Regions from separate parts of the Mus musculus genome. Here all the other regions are linked to region 5. A link is a contact called in public ChIA-PET, Hi-C and HiChIP or PLAC-seq data. All regions are on one chromosome and are shown on one strand. The core of a region is the stretch at or near the end of the contact, and the rest is flanking DNA. Distances in the headings are between cores, read along the strand shown.

Region 1 (2,700 bases), core at 77-2,576, 840 kb after region 5:
CAGGAGTGGCTGAGACTCTTATCACTTGCTGATGCTTGGCAATCTGTTTGTTTGATCAGTTACAATGCATGCAGCGTGAGATCCAAGTCCATCCACCATCTCCAATTCACGAGGGATAGGCGTCACTGGCTGTCTTTGGGATTCTGTCCTGTGTATTTGGCTTAGCCAGTGTGTGGTCCCTGGCGTGGATGTCTACAGAAGGAATGGGGGCTAGGGGAAGACAGCAAGCAGAGTGGGCCTGTCCTGTTAACCGCACGTCTGCCCCAAATCTAATTGAGTCACTCAGTTAAACTGCTCAAATGCACACAGATTAATAACAAGCCCAAAGGCCAGCTATTCCTTACTGCTTCCTATATAAGCACTGCTATATAAAATACAAGTTACCTGGTGACTGTGTGTTCCAGAGGGGCAATACATTTTTAAGTACGCTACAATGTCCCAAACATGATGTGAGATAACTAAGAAAAAAACACAAGCTCTTGGTTTTCTGACATTCTGGTGGAACAAGGCATCTCACATATTTTGTTTGCAATCTTACCAAGAATGCAAATGAGAATTGCAGGCCATTACCCTGCTGAGAAATTGTTCCCGGGAGACAAAAATCTTAATGAGAGGACATTTCACACCCACAGCCTTGCATTCTCTTCCTCCCTCACTGGCCCCTGACCTCTCTTTCTGGTTCCCTGGGCAGCCACTTCTGCGGGCTTGCTACCCATGAAGGTATACACTGAGCAAGCCCCTTCCCTGCTCATTGACACTGTGCCCTAAACAACCATCCGTCATTAGAATATCACGTATATCCATTCCTGACTATAGGTAAGGCCAGGGCTGATTGCAGGGCCAAGCAGGATGTATGTAGGTTATATGCAAATGTGTCATTTTGTATGAGGGACCCGAGGACTTCCTGGAATCAGTCCTTATGGGTACTGAGAAAATACTGAGAAGCCATTGGTCAGAACTGAGTTGCTATCCACCTATTCCTCCTCCAGAAATCTAATTCCTGGAAGAACAATCCATTGACTCTGGCCGGGCGAGTGTTCTGACAGATGTCCTGTTTTGATGAAGGCATAGCTGCATTTTGGAGGAGCTGTGGGCAACCTCGGGAGCTGTACGGTGTATGCAAACATCTCAAGGGCTGTGCCCTGTGATGTATAAGGAGACCCCTCTAGAAGCGCTGTCTAGATTCACTTGCCTTTGGTCCCTTTTTTGTCTCACTTCTCACAGGGGCTGATCCCCCTCCAGAGCCGGCTCATGCTCCTCTCTCTGATACCAGCCGAGGAGGCGTGGGCCCTATCAATCTTGTCACCTGTGTGAAGCCTGGGTGGCCTCCTCCCCCTTCCCTCCCTAAGCCTTGGGTCTGTGACCGCAGGGGTGAGCTGCTGGCCTCGGAGTGCCACTTTCTCAGCGGGGGCACTTCCTCCCCTGCAAGCTGCTTTGGCAAATTGTTTATCTCTCACAAGGATAGTAAGAGAGATCCTATCAGTGAAACTCTATCTGTCTGGGCACAGATGTCTGCCTCCCTGGCAGGCTCCTGTTCACCCTGCTGTGGCCTACCATTCTCAGGTCTTTGCCCTCCTCCCCCAAACTTCCCCCCTCAAAATCTGCAGTCAGGGAGGGGAAACAGTGGGGGCAGAGTGTGAAGCTGCCTCTGGGAGCTGAGGAAGTGCCAGGGAAGACAACCATCAGGTCTTATAGCAACTGTTATCAAGGGTCATGTTAGGAAGGGAACGGGATGCAGACACCAGGACCCAGATGGCAGTCTGGATAGCAGCTTTTTTTTTTTTTTTTGCAGGATGCAGAGGCAAAGGGTGGTGGATTTCTGTAGATGACTGTTTTAAAACAGCGAGAGCAGGAGGGCTCTGTGCTGCTCTCTGGAACTTTCTGCAGCTAAGGTAATTTATATTTGGACTATGTCATTCACTAGCCCACAGGCACCGTGGGTATAGTGACCTCTCGAGATACAAAAAAAAAAAAAAAAAAGGAAGGCTGGAACTGTGAAGTGTCTTTAGTTTATCTAGTTGAGATGTGACTGAGCGAGCCAATTAGCAGTTTCAGATGTTGGTGGATGACCATGGGACTCGCCTCTGACACACTTGCTGACCACTGCTAGGATGAAAGCCTTTGTCGCCTGGCCTGTCGCAAGACGTCTGAATCCCTGTTGGCTCTGTTTTACTCTCTCAGTGACTTGGGCTGAACTTGCTGAGGCCAAACATAAGGTGCAATGCCTGACGGGATGGGGCTGGGTGGAGTCTGTGTGCTCATTTCTCCTAGGTGAGACCCTGGCCCATGTGCCAGGCTCCAAAGAGATTTGAGAATCCCCAGTGCTGTTGGGTGGCTATAGCTGTTTTATAACTATAAGTACAGAGGTGTCACAGTTCCGTGGTGGGGACACTTTGATGTCTGAAGAATCCACTTTGCAATATCAAAGTCATCTGACATGTCATCGGGTGCGAAGAGTAAAAGGGTCTGAGTTTGAAGCGTCAGGCACCATGCCCAGGGTACCAATAAATGCCTTTCTCTACCTTTCCCCTTGGACCATAACCACTGGTTTGGGAGGAATAGCATCCTTAGATGCGGGATGGAGGGCTATTTTGTCTGTTTCAGGTTGCCATAGTGTTTGATGAAAGTGCATTGTTTCTAAGCCCTTGTCAAACGCTGTGGCATTTCTAGACTTAAGCAACTCAGTTCCACTGGTTTCTT
Region 2 (2,700 bases), core at 136-2,635, 600 kb after region 5:
GTAACTGGCTCCTGTTTCCTATGTAGGAATTCTCAGAGATTCTCTCTGTGTGTGTGTAGCTTTCCTCTTTCGTCTATGAACTTCAGCAAATGTGCTTCTCTGGCCTCCTAGCTTCATGGGCTCAAATCAGGAAAGCCACTGGTCTTTGTATCCCCTTAAGTGTAGCCCTATACTCAGGGACCTCTTGGGGTGTGTGTGTGCATGTGCTTTTGTGTGTGTGTGTGCATGTGTGTTTGTGTGTGTATGTTCGTGTGTGTGTGTGTGTGTGTGTGTGTGCGTGTGCATGTGCATTTGTGTGTGTATGTTTGTGTGTGTGTGTATTGACAGTTACTTTTAGATCAATGTCTCTAAATTTAAAATCATTGCATCACATAATATGACTTCTTTTTTTTTTTATTTGTCTCAAGTAAAAGAAAGAATGTGTATCCTGCTACCCTAAGTTTTGTGGAAAGGAAAGGATGTTTGTTTGTTTGCTTGCTTGCTTGTTTTCCATTAGTTTCTTGCTAGGCTAGGAAGCAGGAAAAGGACTGGACAATCAGTATGGGGACCAGGAATCATTGTGGAGGTCCCCTTGGTTTTCTCTAGTGATGTGAGATTTTCTTGGGCCTGAAGATGTGGAACAGGCAAGAAGAAATGAAGACTTTGAGCAATTAGTTCCTTCAGACCTAAACAGTGAGTTGGCAGTGTGGCTCCTGAAGACTTGCCTTGGGGTTCATCTCAGTCATCCATCTTTCAGGGATCAAGGCCCTCCTCAGACTCTCCCTAGTTTCCCTGTCTGCTTTGCTCTTCTTGGCATCAGTGGCATCCTTCAGGACCCTGACATGGTGATGACGTGTTGCGATGTGAAAAGCCACAAAATCTGACAAGGAAGATGAAAATGGGTGAAGATTATCTCCAACGGAAAAAACCAGCAGCCTTAACAATAGAAGCAATCAGTGTCCTTTCTTCAGGAATTCACCCAGGATCTTCCTGCTTCCAGATAGCAGTTTCCTCCCCACTGCGGTTGCCTTTCTTTTATTCCATAATTCATGTTCTTCTGAAATTATTCTTTCCGAGACTTAACCTTATTTCAATTAAAAACACACACCTTATTAATTGAAACACCAGATGAGAGCAATTGATAATTCGTGCGAGGAAAAGCAAACATCTCCTCTATAAATATTTCCCTCTTGGTTCTTCAGGTGATTATTAGTTAAGCTTCGAGAAACTGCTTGGCGCTCCAAACCAAACCATAATTAATAATAACCGCTTGCATGCGCACAGTGTTCACAATATAGAGAGCTCTGAGAGTGTTCATTATTTAATTTCATCTTCTTAAGCAGCCTATGAGACGGTAAGGGCAGGAATTAGTCATTTCCTGTGTCAGCTGAGGCTGGGGAGGAGGATGACATGTGCCCAGCATCACGTGGAATAGACAACTGGATGCAGCCAGCGTTCTGGGCTCTACCTGCTTACGGCTTTTCATCGTAAGCGAGGAAAGCTTATTTTACAGATGTGACATGTCTCCTCATGTGATTCTAAGTGCAGGTTTCTGAAGTCAACAACAGATGGTGTAGGGAAGGGGAAACTCTGGGTACTGAACCTCCTCTGGCTGTTGGTCCCACGGCTCTATCCGTGCACTTCCAAGTCAAAGATGGAGGATCACAAGCCCTGCCTCACCAGCCACTCAGAGTCGTGAGCTAACTGCAGAGAGCAACCTTCATTCTTGAAATGAAATAACTTTGGACAAAGAAGCCAGCTGATCTGTTAAAAGTCTGTAGAAAATGGTTTTATGGGAGATAGGTGAGTCAAACTTGATTTTTCTTCCTTTCCCTCAGCCCATCTCCAGGGTAGCCTGGATGCCTCTGAAGTTGGAGCTAAGAGGCAGGCAATTTGGTTTAGATTCTAAGCCTCCTGGAGCCTCATTCTCTGTTTTCTTACATGATGGGTTGTCAGCTCTCAGTTACCAAAGATGTGTCCAATACCTCACAAAAGACTGGACTTAAACACCTCTGCATTTTCCTAAGGATGATGCCAATTTAGTCTCTCTCACTGAGTGTCTGCAAGTGTGTGGCCAAGAGATTTGGAGGCAGCCAACTGAGGTCAAATTTTGAAATTGACAGTCGCCACTTCTATGACTTTGGAAATATTACTTAATGGCTTCAAGTCCTGCTTCACCATTAGAATAAGTTCAACAACCATTGAGTTTCTGCTTCGAGTCCAAGGTCCTGGCCTATGTTTGAGCACCTGCCTCTGACGTCATAGATCGACTGCACAGGAAGGAGAAGTGACAACTTTCTCCATCCCAGAGGGTTCTGCCCCTAACTTAATCACCTCCCAGGCTCCCACCTCCTAACAACAAGCCACCCATGGTTGGGTTACAACTGATGTGAATTTCAGGGGACACAGGCGGTCAGGCCAAGTCAAGGAGATATTAAGTGTAGAGCCCAGATAACTCCCAAGGCTTGGGTGCTACTCTCTGGATGTAGACTTACATCTGCACAGGACATTCTAGCAGTCAAAATGAAGCTGAAAGTCCTTTGGGTTTTATGTAGTCATGTAGTCTGTTAAGGAAATTTCAAAGGTTGAAAGATATCTAATTAATACACATCAAAGACCTAAAATTCCCGCTTCCCCATGGCTGTCATTTAAAAATTCCCCAGGAGTGAAATCTCAGCCTTTTCACCTTCCTCCATGCAGTTCTAAACTCAGCCCACAGAA
Region 3 (2,700 bases), core at 32-2,531, 640 kb after region 5:
GTGCCCCCTTCCCCCCCCCCCCACCCTGTGATCTGCCACCTCTGCTCTCACGGGCATGGGAACCACTTGTTCATGTCAGAGGAGTCGGCTGTGACAAGAACATTAATTTCTTTGCACAGACATGTGTCCTTGTCACTCGTGAGAAACATTGCAATGTTGAACACTCGTCTGCACACAGAAACAGGCGACAGTACTTCGTTCCAGAACAAGCCATTCAATGGGGGTGGGGATGGGGGTGACAAGCAGGTGATGATCTGTGCTTACCCCTCAGGCTGCACGACAGGATCTACCTAAAAGCTCAGGTCACTGCCAGTCACTCGATCTTTACCATTGTCATAGTGTCCTTCGATCCACTAAGTTTGCCACAGGGAAGAAAATGAGTTTCTGGGTGTAGAAGAAGAAACTTCCGTTTTGAGAAGGTTAGGGAATCCAACACTCCCTTCTGACCTCTATAGGTTGCTTCATGCCCATAGGGCACATATATCTAGGTGAACACACATACACATAAAATAAATACACAAATGTAGATATTCAAAGTCATTCTCTTTCAAGTAGTATCTTTTGGAAAATATAAATTTAGATTAATTCCTGGCAAGGCTGCAAAGAGGACCTGTTAGTTGTTAGACCACAGGCTGAACACAAAGTAAGGAAAATATTGACCTAGTTAAAGCTGAACTTTTCTATCTATTCTAGACAAACCTTGTGGGGTCTGCTATATAAATCCAAAATTCCACCAAAATTGTTATCCTAAGCATAGACAGTACAATGGATTTCAGTTCATGGTTGCCAGCTGGACCACCACCATATGGAGGTTTCTTTAGTAGCCAAGGGAGTGTCCCTCGATGGTAACCAACACGGGCCAAGGAACTTCAAACTGAGGATTAATTAAGTATTGGTTTCCATTGGCTTTAGCAAAGTCAAGGGCACGTAAGAGGTGTTCAACTTCCCACAGAAGAGAGACAGGGTATCGGTATAGTTTAGACTAATAAATCCTTACAACAGCACCTGCATGATGGTGGAAACTTGAGTTTCTAAGAACATGCCACCTCTGGTTGGATTTAAACAGAAAGGTGGCTTTGCTCGCTCATATTTCCTACCAGGCAAACCCGGGAAGGATTCTCCTATGTCACACAGTCAAAGGTGTCCTGGGCACGCGTATCAGTTATATGTGGTAGGGGAGAAAGGATGTGTGATGTTTCTGTCTACTCCATTCTTAGCGGGGACAGACCTTTGTCGCTGGAGGCAGGCTAACAAAGAGAAAAACAAACACAAGTTTAATGCCAGCTCGGTCTACTTCCTGTACAGATGTGAGACAGCTCAGAGAAGAGCTGATCTCCGGAGAGATCTCGGTGTGTTATCTTAGACCTGAGGCTTTAACACTCTCTTCTCTAAGCCTGAGAAGAATGAAAGCAGGGTGGGCTCGAAGTAAGTCCAGTTGAGATAAACCAACCAGGGAAAATACCAAGAAACCAGGGTACATTTTGTACTATAGATTTAAGTAGAACAGACTTCTGTGGTAAGCATCTCTGGTCATTCAGGGTTGCTCTCGATGGTATAAAGGTCACACACACACACACACACACACACACACACACACACACTGCCCCCACTCACAGTAAATCACTCGCAGATGTAAATGTCTCCCATGGAAATTTTCGAAGTGACCCCTGTATGTATGTACAATTTCTTAAAAACAGAAAATAGAAAGCAAAACCAAACAAAACCAGCTCAAAATAAGCCTTGCGCCAAAGAGGCACGTTCCACAAGTTGGGCCTGTGGCACGTGCTGGCCTGTGGCAGTTGTGTCTCACAATGGAGTATAGTGTGTGCTGACTACCATGGAGAGTGACAGTTCAATCATTTAGGACAGTCTTCTGGAAGGCTGAGAGTAGTGTTAGTTTAGTAGGCCCACCATAGTGCGGCGGCATGGGCAACAAGACCTTAGTGCCTCACAGTTTAGAAGGCCGAGGTGGTCGGCATGTCAGCAGGTTGACTCCTTCTGCAGTCCTCCCTCCCTCCTTAGCCTGCTGATGCTCTTTCCCATGTGTTGTTAGTCAACTCTTCCCTTTTTGTTTATCCAAGTCCATATTTTCCCCCTTTTATCAGAGCAGCAGTCCCCAGGACTAGGGTGCACCCTACTAAAGGCAGTTTACACGATCACCACTTTAGAACCCTGGCCTGTACACGCTGGGTTTTAGACATTAGGGATTTAACATATGAATGCATCAGTCCCAACTCAGCCCCTAACAGGGAAACCCCCTGGCACCGATGAGAAAACTCAGGCATAGAAATTTGGTCAAGGTCACCCAGTGAACAAGTAGAGAGCTTGGTTTCAATTCTGCGCAGGTCCAGGCTTTTTAGCGTGAGCTGGGCAAAGTTCTACGGAAATCCAAACCTGCATCTGAAACAGGAAAGGTGAGGTGGCTGGAATGGAGGTGAACCACAGCGGCTATGTCAGGAGCGCCACAGCACTGACACAGAAATGTGGAGTCGGGAATTGGCAACAGGTGCTGACTGAAGGTCTGGAGCTAGCAAGGGCACAGTGTGAGCCCGTGTCACATTTCCTTAAGGTCCTGAGTGGAGACAGCCAGCCCTTGATCAGAGCTTCATCTGGTGTACAGCAGCAGGCACAAGCTCTTTAAGGCTAGAAAGACAGGGATGCGGCCCGTGAGCCACTTCTCCCCCATATCACAGAGCTGCC
Region 4 (2,700 bases), core at 135-2,634, 760 kb after region 5:
ATATGTGACTGTCATTGGCATCCTTAACAATCTCAAAGTTTTATGAAGAAATAAGAAACTGCAGAGTATTGGCTATGACTGAACCAAGTTATACTCATATTACAAATGTATGAAAATTATCCTTAGTAATAAGCCTTTTTCATTACAAGTGTTTTTAAGGTTTTAGAATTATCCTTATAGTGCACAGATGCAAGCATCTTAATAAAGACTACTTGGTACACGTTAAAAGAAAAACAGAATCTTCTCTGAGGAAGTAAATGGACTAGTTACCACCTACAACAAACTGGTTACACAGCTAAACAGCACATTGAAGTCTTTACCAGTATGTTCCAGTGCATGATCTGCGTGTGTACATGTACATGTATATATGTGCATATGTGTGTGAGGGCATTTGTGTATGTGTGTGTGTGTGTGTGTGTGTGCCTGTGTGTGTTTGTACAGTGTGTGTGTTTGTGTTGTATTTATAACCACATGTTCTTGTGTGTTTACAGTGTATGGAAGGCAGAGGTTAAAGCCAGGTGTCTTCTTCAATCTGTTTCCACCATATTTTTTGAGACGGGCTCTCTCACTGAATCAGCTCTCTGATTTAGCAAAACTAGCTGGCCAGCACTTCCCAGGGATTCCTAGGTCTTTGCCTACCTGGCCCGAGGATTAAAGGGGCACACCACCACATGGATATTTATGGAGGTGTTGGAATTCAAAGTCAGTTCTCCACAGTTTATCCGATGAGCTCCCTCTTCAGAATTCAGTACCAGTTTTTATTGCATGGAAACAGTATCTGCAAAATGACTTAAAAGTTAAGAAATGTTTATATACAGCGAGTGTCCTGGTTTGATTTCTGTTGCTGTGCTAAAACACTCTGACCCAAAGCAACAAAGGAGAAGAAACAGTTTATTTGGCTGACACTTCTTGGTCACAGCCCATCACTGATAGAAGTCAGGACAGAAGCTCAAGCAGGAACTTGAGGCAGAAATCATAGAGAAGGGCTGCTTGCTCACTTGCAGACTTCTGCTTAGCTGGCTTTCTTGTATAGCCCAGGTGCCCATGCCCAGGAATGGTGCTACCCACAGTAGGCTGGGCCTTTCTAAGTCTGTTCACAATCATGACCAGCCCTGTTGGGAAACCATGCTATTAAGGTCATAGTCTATCCCATGACTGATCAACTCGCAGAGCTTGGTGTGAAATGGAAGACTCCCTTTCTCAGCAGGACTTCCCCCTTCTCCACTGACCCTATCTGGAGAGTGTCTCTAAGCACAGGTGTGTCTGACCTTATCTAAAGGATGACCCTGCCCGGAGCTTCCTGCAAGTGCTTCATGATTCAGCACAGAAGTCCCACTCAGCCCTTCCCGCCACATGATAATTAGGTATGACCAATCAGCACTTCCTGCCTGTAACCTCCCGCCCCCCCCCCCAAAAAAAAACCCACAGAGGAAGTCATGTAGCCTATGGCCAGATTGCAGATTCAACTTCCTCTCTGATAAAAACCTACAGGTCAGGTCCTTAGACTTCTTCTTTATGTAAATGAAGCATTTGAAGGCCTCCACCCTAGCCAATAACTTATACCCATCTTGGAAATTTCTACCCACTTCCCAAATCTGTATAGCCCTTGTTCACACCTAATAAAGTTGAGCGGTTTCATGAAAGCTGATCCCAGAAGTCAATCAATCCATTGGTATTCATAGCTGAACATTGTCCCCACCTTCCTGCCTCTTCTCCCTTTGTCCTCATGGACCTGGTGGCCAACAGCTCCCAGGAAGAAGGAAGGGTTACGAGAGCTCACGGACATGCCCCCAAATCAATCTGACCTTGGCAATCCCTCAATTGAGAATCCCCTCTCAGGTGAGCCTAGGCGTCCAGATGACAGTTAAAGCTAACCAGGACAGTGGGGATTCTAGGTGTATGATTTGGGCACCAGGGACAAAGAGAAGAAGTAAAAGATGAAGACGTAGGAAAGAAAGGAGAAGGAATTGGCTCTCCTTTCCCAGCTGACCCGGCTGACAAGGGGCTAAGGTCAAAATCGACTGTCACCAAGTAGTTCCCAGCTGATCACTCCTTGGCAGACACTTGCATTTGTAAGACAAAAAGCAATGGCTTTAGCCAGTTCATGGTGCTTCCTGAACATCAGTAGTCTGCCCCAACATTGATCTGTTGGATGGAGAGTCTCTCTGCTTTTAGTAGAAATGTTCCCAGACACACCCGCTTAGGAATGAGCAGAAGACCAGTGTCCCGTGTGTGCAGGAGCCCTAGACACTTCAGAAAGAACCTAACTGAAGGTGCTCAATGATAAATATCCCCATTTACTCGCTACATTTGAACCACTTAGAATTTGAGAATAGAAATATTTTTTTAAAGAATTGAACACTTTCTTTTTTCCCTCTGGAACAGTTTTGACTGCATCTTTCTATTATGACATCACAGCCATCCTAATGGCATGGCACAGACTCAAACAGGGAGTGGGGGACCCCTTCTGGACCGTAGAACTAGGGTTTAAGAAAGATGCCCCCAGGGTGTGAGCATATCCCTCTCTCAAGACTTTTTTCCATCTTATTTTCTTTCATCTGGGGCAGGGGAGTAGATATGCATGTGTGTGCATATGTGTACATGTGTATGTGCATGTGTACATGTGTGTGTGTATGTGTGTACACATACGTGTATGTGGAGGCCAGAGGACAACCTCAGTTTTCTTCCTTAGAAGCCATT
Region 5 (2,700 bases), core at 150-2,649:
AGGGTGTGGGGGCGGGGCAGTGCTTGACCCCTAGGAGTTAATGGGGCCCAGAAGGGCGAAGAACCCTTCTGGAATGGGATTCAAACAAAATGTGCCCCCCCCCACTGTGCCCCTCAGTATCATTAATTTTGTTGTTTGAGACGACCAACCCCCAACGGTTTATATGGAGACACTTTTTTGGAAGTTTCTACAAAATGCTCCCCTCTCCAAATAAGTAAAACCAACTGTAACTACTTTTCTAGAGAGTGAAGGAAAACAATTTTATCTGTCGCCTCAGTCTCCCCCAGCCCGTGGTTTCCAGCCCTCTTTCTCGAGTGGGTGGGTTTGGACTTGCTTGGACTCAGTGTACCTCAGTTACTCACACAGCACTCCGCCCCCTTTCTCAGGGAGTCCGGCTCCCGGGGGAGGAAGAGTGAGTGGGGACAAGATTTTATTTTATTTATCCCCCCCCACCCTCTTTTGCGCTACCGGTGCTCGGTGATAAGACCAGCTTACAAAAACAGTAGTTTGCACGTGTGGCCGGCCGGCCTGGGTTGCGGGTGTGCGCACTGGCGAGTGTGTGTGAGTGCGCGCGCGCGTGTCTCGGTGTGTGCTTTCTTGTTCTCTTACAGGGTACAATGTTAAAAAGCCACCGCTAGTCGCCCCCAGTGCTCCGACTCTCTGGGTCTTTTTGTCTCTAGAGCAGATTAAACGTCACGTCCGCACTTGAACTTGAATTTTATCCCATTGTACAGAGGCAGCCCCAGCCACAGAGAGACCGAGAGCTCCCGGAGAACCCGGACTCCGCCATCTTCACGTTGCAATCTATAGCTCCCGTCCACGCCCGCACCGACCCGGGCGCACTGGGCGAGCCGCCCCGCAGCCCCGCTCCCCCTGGGCCCGCGGCGCCGGGCAGCGCTGGGGAGCGCACGCGGGGACCCGCAGCCCCTCCGGCCGGCGCCAGCCTGCCAGGTGACCCGGGAAGGAGCCGCTCCCGGAGTCCCCCAGAGCCTCGGAGGGGTCAGCCTCCGAGAAAGAAAAAAAGCAGGCAGCGCGCAGAAAACCCAGAAAGAGCCGAACCAAGGCAGCTTTTCATTGCTTTTGGGTTTTTGAGGGGGCGGGGTGAGGGGGTACGAGACAAGTCCCCAAGTTTTCTTTGCCTTTTTTTTTTTTTTGGCTTTTTTGAAATTTGTTTGCATTTTTTCCTCCCCCCTCCCCTTGGGTGGAAGTGCGCGTTCCACCTACCAGACCCCGAAAGAAAAGTGTCAGAGGCCGGTGCAAAACCCGGCGTAACTTCAAGAAGACATTTACAAGTCTAAGAGGCCAAGCACTTTGAAGAAGTGTGAGAGATATTTTTCCTCCAAAAGAATATATTTTTAAAGAAACCGGCCAGCCAGCGGCGAGCAACAGCAGTTTTATAATTTATTTTAGCCTTTTCTCTATTTTAGAGCAAGCCATCTTCCTGGCTTTTTCTTCTTTCTTTTTGCAAAAACAAAAACAAAAACACAGCCCAGAAGAAAGAGCAAAATAAAGACGAAGAAGAAGAAGAGGAGGAGGAAGAGGAAGAGAGGAAGGGCAGAGGCACCAACCCGGGCGGAGGAGGAGGCGCGGCGGCGGCGGCGGCTCAGACCCCCTCCCCGGCCCGCATCTGTGCAGCTTTCCGGGCGATGCCAGAATAGATGCCGGGGCAATGTCCCGCCGCAAACAGGGCAACCCGCAGCACTTGTCCCAGAGGGAACTCATCACGCGTAAGTGTCTGCCGCACGCGCGAAGGGCCGGCGGCTGGGGCTCCGGGCGCCCGGGGCTGGGGACACCAACCCGGGAGCAGCGGCCGAGCGTGGGGTTCTGGGAAAGTTTCTCTGCAGCCGGGGGCAGCCGCCGCGGGCTCCGGGCCGGGGAGGGGGCGCGCGGGCTTGCAGGCGGCTGTGCGCGCCGAGCCCGGCCGGACGCTCGGCCCTCCAAGCGGCGTGTGTGGCGGCGGCGGCGCTGGTGGCGGGGTTTGGAGAGGAGGGGGAGGGGGCCGAGGAGTGGAGGGGGAGGGGGAGCCGGGAAAAGTTGGCGAGCGCGTGGGTCCGCGCTCGGAGGAGCGGGCGGACGGAGCCCCGAGAGCGCCCTGGACCCAGGGACCCGCAGGGGAAAGGGATGGCCGCGGGCTTCGGGTTCCCGGTCGCTGCGCCCCGCCAGGCTGGGCGCCGACCGCGCCGCTGCTAGGATTCCGAAGCCGCCGTCCCCTCCCCTCCTCTCGCTATTTGCAAAAGAATCCAGCTGCGCAGCTGTTTGCTGTGCTGGAGCACCCCCTCCTCATTTCCCCACCTCCGTCTCCTGGGACGGTCTTGTCTTCTTTCCCCCCCCAACTCAAAAAAAAAAAAAAGGTGTGGGGGGGAGGTTTTGGGTTGGTGAAAAAAAAATCCCCGCCACGAGTTAACAAAAAAGTCATGAGTGGGGAAAAAAAAGGGATGCTCTTATAACAGTAAAAATGAAGAGAAAGAAAAAGGAAGGGGAGAAAATACCTATCATCCTCTTATCCATCTTTCTATCTCTGTATCTTTCATCTTCCCATCTAAATAAACAAGGCAGGTCGCGGTGCAAATCCGCCGGATTTCAAGCAAGTGGAGGGGCTTGCAAAGTCAGGCAGCAGGGCAGACTCTCAGCAGCTTCCACCGCCCCAGCTGGGTTCATTTAGAAAAGAAAACGCCAGCGCGAGCCGCGCAGGTACACAGT

Evidence for each region. A called contact is a pair of places that touch in the nucleus more often than the background predicts. ChIA-PET counts read pairs in DNA pulled down with a chosen protein or histone mark. HiChIP or PLAC-seq counts read pairs in DNA pulled down with a chosen protein or histone mark.
Region 1: an H3K27ac HiChIP or PLAC-seq map of double positive thymocytes shows a contact between it and region 5, with 6 read pairs. The contact joins the enhancer-like site here to the promoter of Bcl11b in region 5. A contact is called at or near these places in 6 of 39 promoter capture datasets (cranial neural crest, embryonic stem cells, hippocampal neurons and 2 more), 1 of 15 datasets of contacts at CTCF or cohesin (thymocytes), 11 of 484 Hi-C or Micro-C datasets (CD4 T cells, DN3 thymocytes, the P5424 cell line and 6 more), 15 of 115 datasets of contacts at active chromatin or transcription factors (CD8 T cells, the SCID.adh cell line, acute myeloid leukemia and 12 more) and 2 of 9 other capture datasets (embryonic stem cells and liver).
Region 2: a contact with region 5 is called in a Hi-C map of regulatory T cells, with 2.2 times the contacts expected there. The contact joins the enhancer-like site here to the promoter of Bcl11b in region 5. A contact is called at or near these places in 8 of 39 promoter capture datasets (the 3T3-L1 cell line, embryonic stem cells, hippocampal neurons and 3 more), 6 of 484 Hi-C or Micro-C datasets (Th1 cells, Th2 cells, embryonic stem cells and 2 more), 19 of 115 datasets of contacts at active chromatin or transcription factors (the SCID.adh cell line, SST interneurons, T-cell acute lymphoblastic leukemia and 13 more) and 1 of 9 other capture datasets (embryonic stem cells).
Region 3: an RNA polymerase II ChIA-PET map of memory CD8 T cells shows a contact between it and region 5, with 33 read pairs. The contact joins the enhancer-like site here to the promoter of Bcl11b in region 5. A contact is called at or near these places in 6 of 39 promoter capture datasets (the 3T3-L1 cell line, embryonic stem cells, liver and 2 more), 7 of 484 Hi-C or Micro-C datasets (CD4 T cells, CD8 T cells, double positive thymocytes and 1 more), 15 of 115 datasets of contacts at active chromatin or transcription factors (the SCID.adh cell line, T-cell acute lymphoblastic leukemia, craniofacial prominence and 10 more) and 1 of 9 other capture datasets (embryonic stem cells).
Region 4: a Hi-C map of Th2 cells shows a contact between it and region 5, with 2.1 times the contacts expected there. The contact joins the enhancer-like site here to the promoter of Bcl11b in region 5. A contact is called at or near these places in 11 of 39 promoter capture datasets (the 3T3-L1 cell line, 3T3-L1-derived adipocytes, cranial neural crest and 6 more), 3 of 484 Hi-C or Micro-C datasets (CD4 T cells and Th2 cells), 14 of 115 datasets of contacts at active chromatin or transcription factors (acute myeloid leukemia, craniofacial prominence, embryonic basal ganglia and 9 more) and 1 of 9 other capture datasets (embryonic stem cells).

What each region holds. Positions count from the first base shown.
Region 1 is chr12:107,158,992-107,161,691 of GRCm38.p6, reverse strand. No RefSeq gene overlaps it. Among named protein-coding and RNA genes, the nearest start is that of Gm52008, 49 kb to the right of the region's middle. Within about 2 kb of position 1,326, at least 50 of the 459 cell types and tissues checked have an H3K27ac peak or open chromatin away from gene starts, as enhancers often do. A contact at or near this core is called in CD8 T cells, DN3 thymocytes, the P5424 cell line and 2 more, where this site is marked.
Region 2 is chr12:107,403,701-107,406,400 of GRCm38.p6, reverse strand. No RefSeq gene overlaps it. Among named protein-coding and RNA genes, the nearest start is that of Gm33236, 240 kb to the left of the region's middle. Within about 2 kb of position 1,385, at least 5 of the 459 cell types and tissues checked have an H3K27ac peak or open chromatin away from gene starts, as enhancers often do. A contact at or near this core is called in Th1 cells, regulatory T cells, regulatory T cell precursor and 1 more, where this site is marked.
Region 3 is chr12:107,360,867-107,363,566 of GRCm38.p6, reverse strand. No RefSeq gene overlaps it. Among named protein-coding and RNA genes, the nearest start is that of Gm52008, 250 kb to the right of the region's middle. Within about 2 kb of position 1,281, at least 33 of the 459 cell types and tissues checked have an H3K27ac peak or open chromatin away from gene starts, as enhancers often do. A contact at or near this core is called in CD8 T cells, the SCID.adh cell line, T-cell acute lymphoblastic leukemia and 4 more, where this site is marked.
Region 4 is chr12:107,246,010-107,248,709 of GRCm38.p6, reverse strand. No RefSeq gene overlaps it. Among named protein-coding and RNA genes, the nearest start is that of Gm52008, 140 kb to the right of the region's middle. Within about 2 kb of position 1,384, at least 5 of the 459 cell types and tissues checked have an H3K27ac peak or open chromatin away from gene starts, as enhancers often do. A contact at or near this core is called in Th2 cells and regulatory T cells, where this site is marked.
Region 5 is chr12:108,002,113-108,004,812 of GRCm38.p6, reverse strand. It overlaps Bcl11b (B cell leukemia/lymphoma 11B), which reads left to right and starts at 1,399. Exons shown (of 4, transcript NM_001079883.1): 1 at 1,399-1,727. The coding sequence starts at 1,670.